Linked DNA regions of Pan troglodytes: region 2 is linked to region 1. Evidence: chromatin contacts called from public HiChIP or PLAC-seq data. All regions are on one chromosome and are shown on one strand. Each heading gives the region's core, a stretch centred on a gene start, on an enhancer-like site or on the middle of the called end of the contact. The rest is flanking DNA. Distances are from core to core; before and after follow the strand shown. Region 1 holds the start of SSRP1 (structure specific recognition protein 1). Region 2 holds the start of SLC43A1 (solute carrier family 43 member 1).

The links. HiChIP or PLAC-seq counts read pairs in DNA pulled down with a chosen protein or histone mark.
Region 2: a contact with region 1 is called in an H3K4me3 HiChIP or PLAC-seq map of stem cell-derived excitatory neurons, with 2.3 times the contacts expected there. The contact joins the promoter of SLC43A1 here to the promoter of SSRP1 in region 1. A contact is called at or near these places in 2 of 7 Hi-C or Micro-C datasets (induced pluripotent stem cells and stem cell-derived neural progenitor cells) and 1 of 1 datasets of contacts at active chromatin or transcription factors (stem cell-derived excitatory neurons).

The regions. Positions count from the first base shown.
Region 1 is chr9:59,607,884-59,611,428 of NHGRI_mPanTro3-v2.0_pri, reverse strand. It overlaps SSRP1 (structure specific recognition protein 1), which reads left to right and starts at 1,280. Exons shown (of 17, transcript XM_003954230.5): 1 at 1,280-1,441; 2 at 1,931-2,103; 3 at 2,523-2,708. The coding sequence starts at 2,050. P2RX3 (purinergic receptor P2X 3) reads right to left here and starts at 1,219. Exons shown (of 13, transcript XM_063784008.1): 1 at 349-1,219.
Region 2 is chr9:59,787,006-59,790,596 of NHGRI_mPanTro3-v2.0_pri, reverse strand. SLC43A1 (solute carrier family 43 member 1) reads left to right here and starts at 1,341. Exons shown (of 15, transcript XM_016920904.4): 1 at 1,341-1,684; 2 at 3,004-3,170. The coding sequence starts at 3,017.

The DNA of each region.
Region 1 (3,545 bases), core at 31-2,530:
TATAGGCACCCGCCACCACGCCTGGCTAATTTTTGTATTTTTAATAGAGACGGGGCTTCACCACGTTGGCCAGTCTGGTCTCAAACTCCTGACCTCAAGTGATCTCCCTGCCTTGGCCTCCCCAAGTGCTAGGATTACAGGTGTGAGCCACCGCGCCTGGCCGGGGATGTTTTCACCTTGTTCAAGTTTCCTCAAATCTGAGAAGTGTGCTAAAGTAGTAATAGGCCCTCAATATCTATTTATTAAACCCAGTTGAATTTATTTTGCTAGATAATGCTGGAATAGCCACTACTCAGAGGTTAAAGCTATGAGTTCAGGGGAGAAGGGTGCATTCCTGTTGTCTCTTACCCCAGGATTGATTTAGCAAGCTGGTGTATTGATTGTCAGGGAAATCTTGAGCTTACATATTCTGTACTAATGTCTTCATGTAGGACACATATCAATAGTCATTCTGAACATCCAGTCACTGTGATTATGACAGAAGATAACTGGACTGGTGGTGTTAAGGAGGTCTGGGTCCTACCTAGCCTTGTTGCCAACGCACTGAGACCCTGGGCAACTCACTCCCCTTTGGGTCTCAGTTTTCCCATCAGTAAAAGGAGGTTGGGGTAGAAAAACTAAAACATCTTTTCCAGGTCTGGTCTCTGATGTTGCAAAATGCACTCTGGGATTATACGGGGGAGACCTGGCTTCCGCAACCACAGGATGATGTGGTTTCAAATCAGTTCTGGCTCCAAGGTGAATCTGACACCAGGACTTGAACTGGATAAGGCCGTTTGCCAGCCTCTTGGAGGTACCTATAATTTTCGGTTAAGGATGTGAAAATTTTGGGTGTAGACAGTGAACTTGACAGTTCAGCCAGAAAGCAGTGCACCCACGATGACACCAACACCCGCATACTCTCCGCAGCCAGTGGGAGAGGTCGTTTCCTCCCACAACTGTTCAAATACTTCTCTTCTTGTCCCATCGACTCCTTTCCATGACACAGAAACTATTTTGCAGAGAAACGGGCACGCATCATTCCAATACACACCCCCACCCCACCCCTGTACTAAGTCTGATACAATAAAACTACACAATTTCTCTTTAGTATCTAGTCTCGACTGAAGAAGTGTCTGTAGTTTCTAAAGAGCCCTACACACATTTTCTAGGCCGGATTCCCCCTGGGTGAGAGAGGCTTCACGGCAACCACCCTTCCCTCAGGTCCTCCAGAGTCGCTGACGCTCTATGCGACTGTCTCGCAGGCGGGCCCGACTCGCGTCTCTCTAGCCAGCTCGTCCTCTCTGTGGCCTGTGCACGGCTTCCGGTGGCGGGACGCGGGGCCGCGCACGCGGGAAAAGCTTCCCCGGTGTCCCCCCATCCCCCGCCCCGCGCCCCCCCGCGTCCCCCCAGCGCGCCCACCTCTCGCGCCGGGGCCCTCGCGAGGCCGCAGCCTGAGGAGGTAGGTGGTGGTCGTCCCCGGTCCCAGGAAGGCAGGGGCCCCGCTCCCCCACGGGACGCTCGACATGGACCATTCCGCGTTCGAAACCGCGGGGAGCGGGCGAATCCATTCTGTGGGGCGGGGGTGAGCCGTGGGTCTGGGGCCGCGGGGTGGTGGGAGCGGTGCGAGGGAAACCCTGCACTCTGAGCTGGATTGGGTCGCGTGCGATGTGCGGGCTCCGGGCAGACCCTGGGGTTCCGCTGCTCGTTGCCATGGCTCCCGCCGGAGCGGCCAGAGCGGGCGTCGGGTTGGGTGTCAGCGGTATTCCAGGCCCGGTTCTCCACCCAGGCCTGGACCTGGACCCTCGGGCACTGCAGCGTCCGTCTGTAGGTTTCCAGGCAGAGGAAATCCTGAGACATCCAGGCGCAGCTGGGAGTTGCTACCTGGCTCCATCCGTGAGCACAGCGAGGTGCTGTCTTTCATGCTTATCTGTCTTCCTCTTGAATTCAGATTCCCAACCTGCTGAGCATCCGCACACCCACTCAGGAGTTGGGGCCCAGCTCCCAGTTTACTTGGTTTCCCTTGTGCAGCCTGGGGCTCTGCCCAGGCCACCACAGGCAGGGGTCGACATGGCAGAGACACTGGAGTTCAACGACGTCTATCAGGAGGTGAAAGGTTCCATGGTGAGAATGGCTTGGACAGGTGATACAAGTAGAGAGAAGGAAGGAGGGTAGAGTTTTTGTCCATTAATGAGAGCTTGCTTTGGTAACGTTATTTTGGAAAAAGAAAACTCAGTATAATGTGTACCTAGTGTCTCCACCAACTCAAGGCAATACTGAGAGATAGTCTCAGAGTTATAGGGACCATATATGCTGTTCAGTTCCCAATTCCTGTTTTACAGATGAGGAAACTGAGAATCTGTTAAGGGTTCTAGATACCAGAGTCTGGTTTAGAATCTAGACTCCTTGGCACCCTCAGCTGTTGCTCCTGCATTGATAATCTGGCCAGTCCACTTGCAGCAGGAATGTGTGTTAGGTAGAGCTGTAGAACCCAGGACATGCTGTGTACTGTCTCCATGGATCTGGGCCTGCTTTTCTTACAGAATGATGGTCGACTGAGGTTGAGCCGCCAGGGCATCATCTTCAAGAATAGCAAGACAGGCAAAGTGGACAACATCCAGGCTGGGGAGTTAACAGAAGGCATCTGGCGCCGTGTTGCTCTGGGCCATGGACTTAAACTGCTTACAAAGAATGGCCATGTCTACAAGTATGATGGCTTCCGAGAATCGGTGAGATGTCCCATGGCTATAAACCTCCTTTTTACTGCATCATCTTATTTTAATCTTCTAGAGACTCGAGGTTCCTTCCTCATGTAACCCTGTGATTGCTAGTTTGGGCTCCTTAGAGCAGGGCTGTGAGGCCATCAGGCAATCAGTGTTTGGCTTTGAGCGTTGAAGTCTTGTGAATTTCTGTGTGCCTTGACTCCAGAAGATTTTCTTCTGTCTTGATTTAGATAGTAGTTTCTGCCTGTGGCTTTTATCAAGGTTCAGAATCTTAGCTTGATTTCTTTGTGTGTGTGTGTTTTTGGTTTTTTTTGGGGACAGGGCCTTGCTCTGTCACCCAGGCTGGAGTGCAGTGGCGCAATCTCGGCTCACTGCAGCCTCCGCCTCCTGGGCTCAAGTAATCCTTCCATCTCAGCCTCCTGAGCATCTGGTACCACAGGCACATGCCACCATGCCCAGCTGATTTTTAATAATTTTTGGTAGAAACGGCGTTTTGCCATGTTACCCAGTCTGGTCTTGAGCTCTCAGACTCAAGGGATCGCCCACCTTGGCCTCCCAAAGGGTTGAGATTACAGGTATGAGCCATTGCGCCTGGCTAGCTTGATATCTTAAAGTGTGGGTTTTGTTTTCCATTTTGAACTGCTTGAGTTAAAGGCTTTATTTGATTTTAATTTCCACTTTCATTAAAGTAATACCTATACAAAGTTTATAAAGTCAGATGGCCCATAACCAGGAATGTCAGATCCAGTGGCTAGAAGCAATCTCTTTCAACAATCTTACCATGAGCTGGGTTGCTAAGTCAGCATGGATTTCTTATAAAGCCTATTTGGGGCAGTTTCTCAG
Region 2 (3,591 bases), core at 92-2,591, 180 kb before region 1:
TCTAACCTTGCTCCAGCTTCAAGCCTGCAGTTTCTCCCTCTGTGAAAAGCTATGAGGTTTAAATGGGACCATGATGTCTTGAGGAATTAATAACAGTATTTTTATTTTGGAAAGTGCCCTGTCTATGGTAGCCATTAGTTCCTCTCTTGGCTTGGTGGCTCATCTGTTCAGGGGTTCCCTTTTATCTGAGGTCTTCTTGGAGCTTTCTGTAGTCATTCTTGTTTTGTTTTTGAGACAGAGTCTCACTCTGTCACCCAGGCTGGAGTGTAGTGGCATGATCTTGGCTCACTGCAGCCTCCATCTCTCCAGCTCAGTGATCCTCCCACTTCAGCCTGCTGGGTAGCTGAGACTGCAGGTGCACGCCACCATGCCTGGCTATTTTTTTTTTCTTTTTTGTAGAGACGGGGTTTCACCATGTTGTCCAGGTTGGTCTCGAACTCCGAGCTCAAGCGATCCTCCTGCCTTGGCCTCCCAAAGTTCTGGGATTACAGGCATGAACCACCACACCTGGCCACCAGTATCACTCTTTTTTTAAAAAATTTTTATTTTTATTTTAAGTTCTGGGGTACATGTGCAGAATGTGCAGGTTTGTTACGTAGGTAAATGTGTGCCATGGTGGTTTATTGCACCTATCAACCCATCACCTAGGTATTAAGCTCAGCATGCATTAGCAGCACTCTTAACACACAATTAAACTCACATGTAATGAGATTACTTCTCATTACTCCACACCATAGTAGTCTATTTTACAGATGAGGATACTGAGGCTCAGGGAGGCTGAGAAATTTACCTGGAGTCAATCAATTGTTGATCTGGAAGCATCCGATCACCAGGTCTTCTGAAATAATGACAGCAGCAACAATTAACATTATGCTTACTATGCCAAATGCTATGCTTAGCATTTTACCTGCATCACAATCCCGATTCCTTTGGGCAGTTAGGTAGGTTCCATTTTAACCGAATTTAAAGAGGAGGAAGCTGGGGCTCAGAGAGGTAACTTGCCCTAGGTAACCCAGGGTAGTCAGTTAAAAAGTCAAGACTCAGACCTCGATCTGACTAACTCCAAAGAAACCCGTGCCACTCTGCCTCTCGGAAAACACTGCTTCCAGCTGCACAGTTCAAAACCCCACCCAAGGCGGCCCTGAATCGCGGTCAGTCGGCTTCAGCCGAATCGCACTTTGTTTTGAACAAGGATACAGAGGGCGCTGCCTGATGTTAGTCTGGGGGCTTGGGGGAGAAGATGGGGGTCCAGGGTGGAAATGTAGGTGCTGGGGCCGTGCCAGAGGGAGAGTGTCCGGGACCAGCGGGCGAGTCACGTGCGCGTGAAACTCGACCTAAGGGGAGGGGAAAAGAAGGGAGCCCCCGCCCCCACCTCGGGGCGCAGCTCCGGACGCGTGTAAATACAACTATCAACTCCGCAGATCCACTTCATCCAAGCCCAGCTTCGCAGACCTCTGGCGCCCGGCGGGTTCCCAGTTCCCCCGCTTCTTCCGAGGAGACAGCGGAGGCGAGGCCACCGGGCTGTCAGGCTGAAGCTCCGTGGCCGCCGGGTCCTGCACGCAGAGAAGACCCTAGCGCGGGCGCGGCTCAGGGCTGGGCCCACGGGACTCCGGACGCGCCGCGAAAGCGTTGCGCTCCCGGAGGCGTCCGCAGCTGCTGGCTGCTCATTTGCCGGTGACCGGAGGTGAGCAGCGTGGGCGGGGAGGGGGCGCGCGTAGGGTCTCCGGCTGTGGGTCGGCTGAGAGACACCGAGGCCGGCTCCCGCCGACACTGCCAGGCTTCCCAAGGAAAGACCGTTACTTGCGCCCGCGGTCCCGCGGCACAGTGTCCCATCTCGCCAAGCGCGTCCTTCCCTTTTCTTTTCTCTGACCCCTCCGACTCTTCTCTTCCTCCCGGGTCCCCGCTCGCTGCACTTCCTCTGCTTAGAGCTGCGCGTTTGCCAGAGTTCCAGCGGACCTCCTGGAGCGCTTGAATCCAAAGCCCCATTTCACAGATGAGAATACCGAGTCCCCCTGGAAGAAGTGAGTGGTACTTCCTCCCCTCTCTCTGGGTCTTTCTTGCCCTTCTCCTCTCCGCTTTCCTCGGTCTCATCCCAGTTGTCGCTCCCCGCCCCCGCGCCGCCCGCGTTCCCTCTCCTCCCGCCGAGGCTGCAGCGGCCGCGGCGGGGGGAGCTGGGGCTCTTTCCCTCCCTTTGGTAAACACACCCGCCCGCCAGCCCATCCGCCACCGCTGCCCTTATAAAGTCAGCAGCCGCCAGACTTCCTGCCGAAGTCCGAGCCCCCTCCCGGGGCTGGAGGGGGGCAAGCGGGTTCCGAGGTGCAAAGCCTGGTGCCCCGAGCCCTGCGGAGTGAGTGAGGGGCGCGCGGGGGAGGAGGGAACCGAGGAGAGCCCGTCCTGGGTCTCCCTCCACGTGGCAGCTGTTGGCTTGGCCCGAGAGACTGTAGGGTCGTGGGTCACCTGATACGGAAAGGGGGAGGGCTTGCTGTCGCCCGGCCCCAGAGGGAAGGAGAGGTCTTGGAGGGGCAACTGGAAGATGGGGTCGTAGGGTAGCCTTGAACTTGCCCTTCTTCCTGCCAGCTTCTAGGGGTCTTTCCTGGCGCGAGAGTCCGGACATGGGCCCGCGGTGCTTCAGAGCGCGCTCTGCCCCTTGCTGTCCTCTGGGGACCTGGGCAGATGCGGACTTTCTCCCCAGCAGCCCGGCCCTGAGCGCCCTGGCCTGGGTGGGAGAACCCGGCAGCCTGCTAGGAAGCTGCAGCGCGCAGACAGGACCTTCCTTGTTTCCGATAGTGGCTCAGCGGGAGCCCCGTGCCGCGTGCACCTCTGGCACTGCTAGTGCGCGCGGAGCCAGCTCCTTGGCACCGGCTGGGAAGCCCAGGGCTCTATGGGGCCTCCATGAGGGGCTCCTCGCGGGCTGGCCCGAGGGGTCTCGGGTGCCACCATGATGCAGGACCCTTCCCTGGGGCCACTGGGGGGCCCTTCACCCAGCGCTCTGTTTCTGTGCAGGCTCGGGGCCAGCATGGCCCCCACGCTGCAACAGGCGTACCGGAGGCGCTGGTGGATGGCCTGCACGGCTGTGCTGGAGAACCTCTTCTTCTCTGCTGTACTCCTGGGCTGGGGCTCCCTGTTGATCATTCTGAAGAACGAGGGCTTCTATTCCAGCATGTGCCCAGGTATGCCTGAAAATGGGCTGGGTGGGCTGGGGGGAGGGATGGCAAAGGGGCAGGTGGAAGCCAGAAAAGGTTAGGTGGCCAGGTGAACAGAAAGCAGGGTCAGCAGTTGGACAGCCTCACTTCTCGACCTCTTCAGACTTCAGGGGGAGAATGGGTGGCACTCTGCCCACTGTTTCATTTATCTAATCCAGTGGTCACTGAATGCCAGGTGTCCTGCTGGTCATCCAGACCCTGGGACTAATAGGCAGAGTCCTAAGCCTCTGACAGCCTCAGGTCTAGAGCTCTTTGAAGGAGACGTGCTGGGAGAGGAATTTCTTAATAGGGCTATCATAAGACAAGGGAGAGCTGCACAAAGTGGAGTATGAATGTAAAGGGCCCCACATTCTTCCCTTTTCAGGACCTGGGAGCCCCCAGGTTTTCA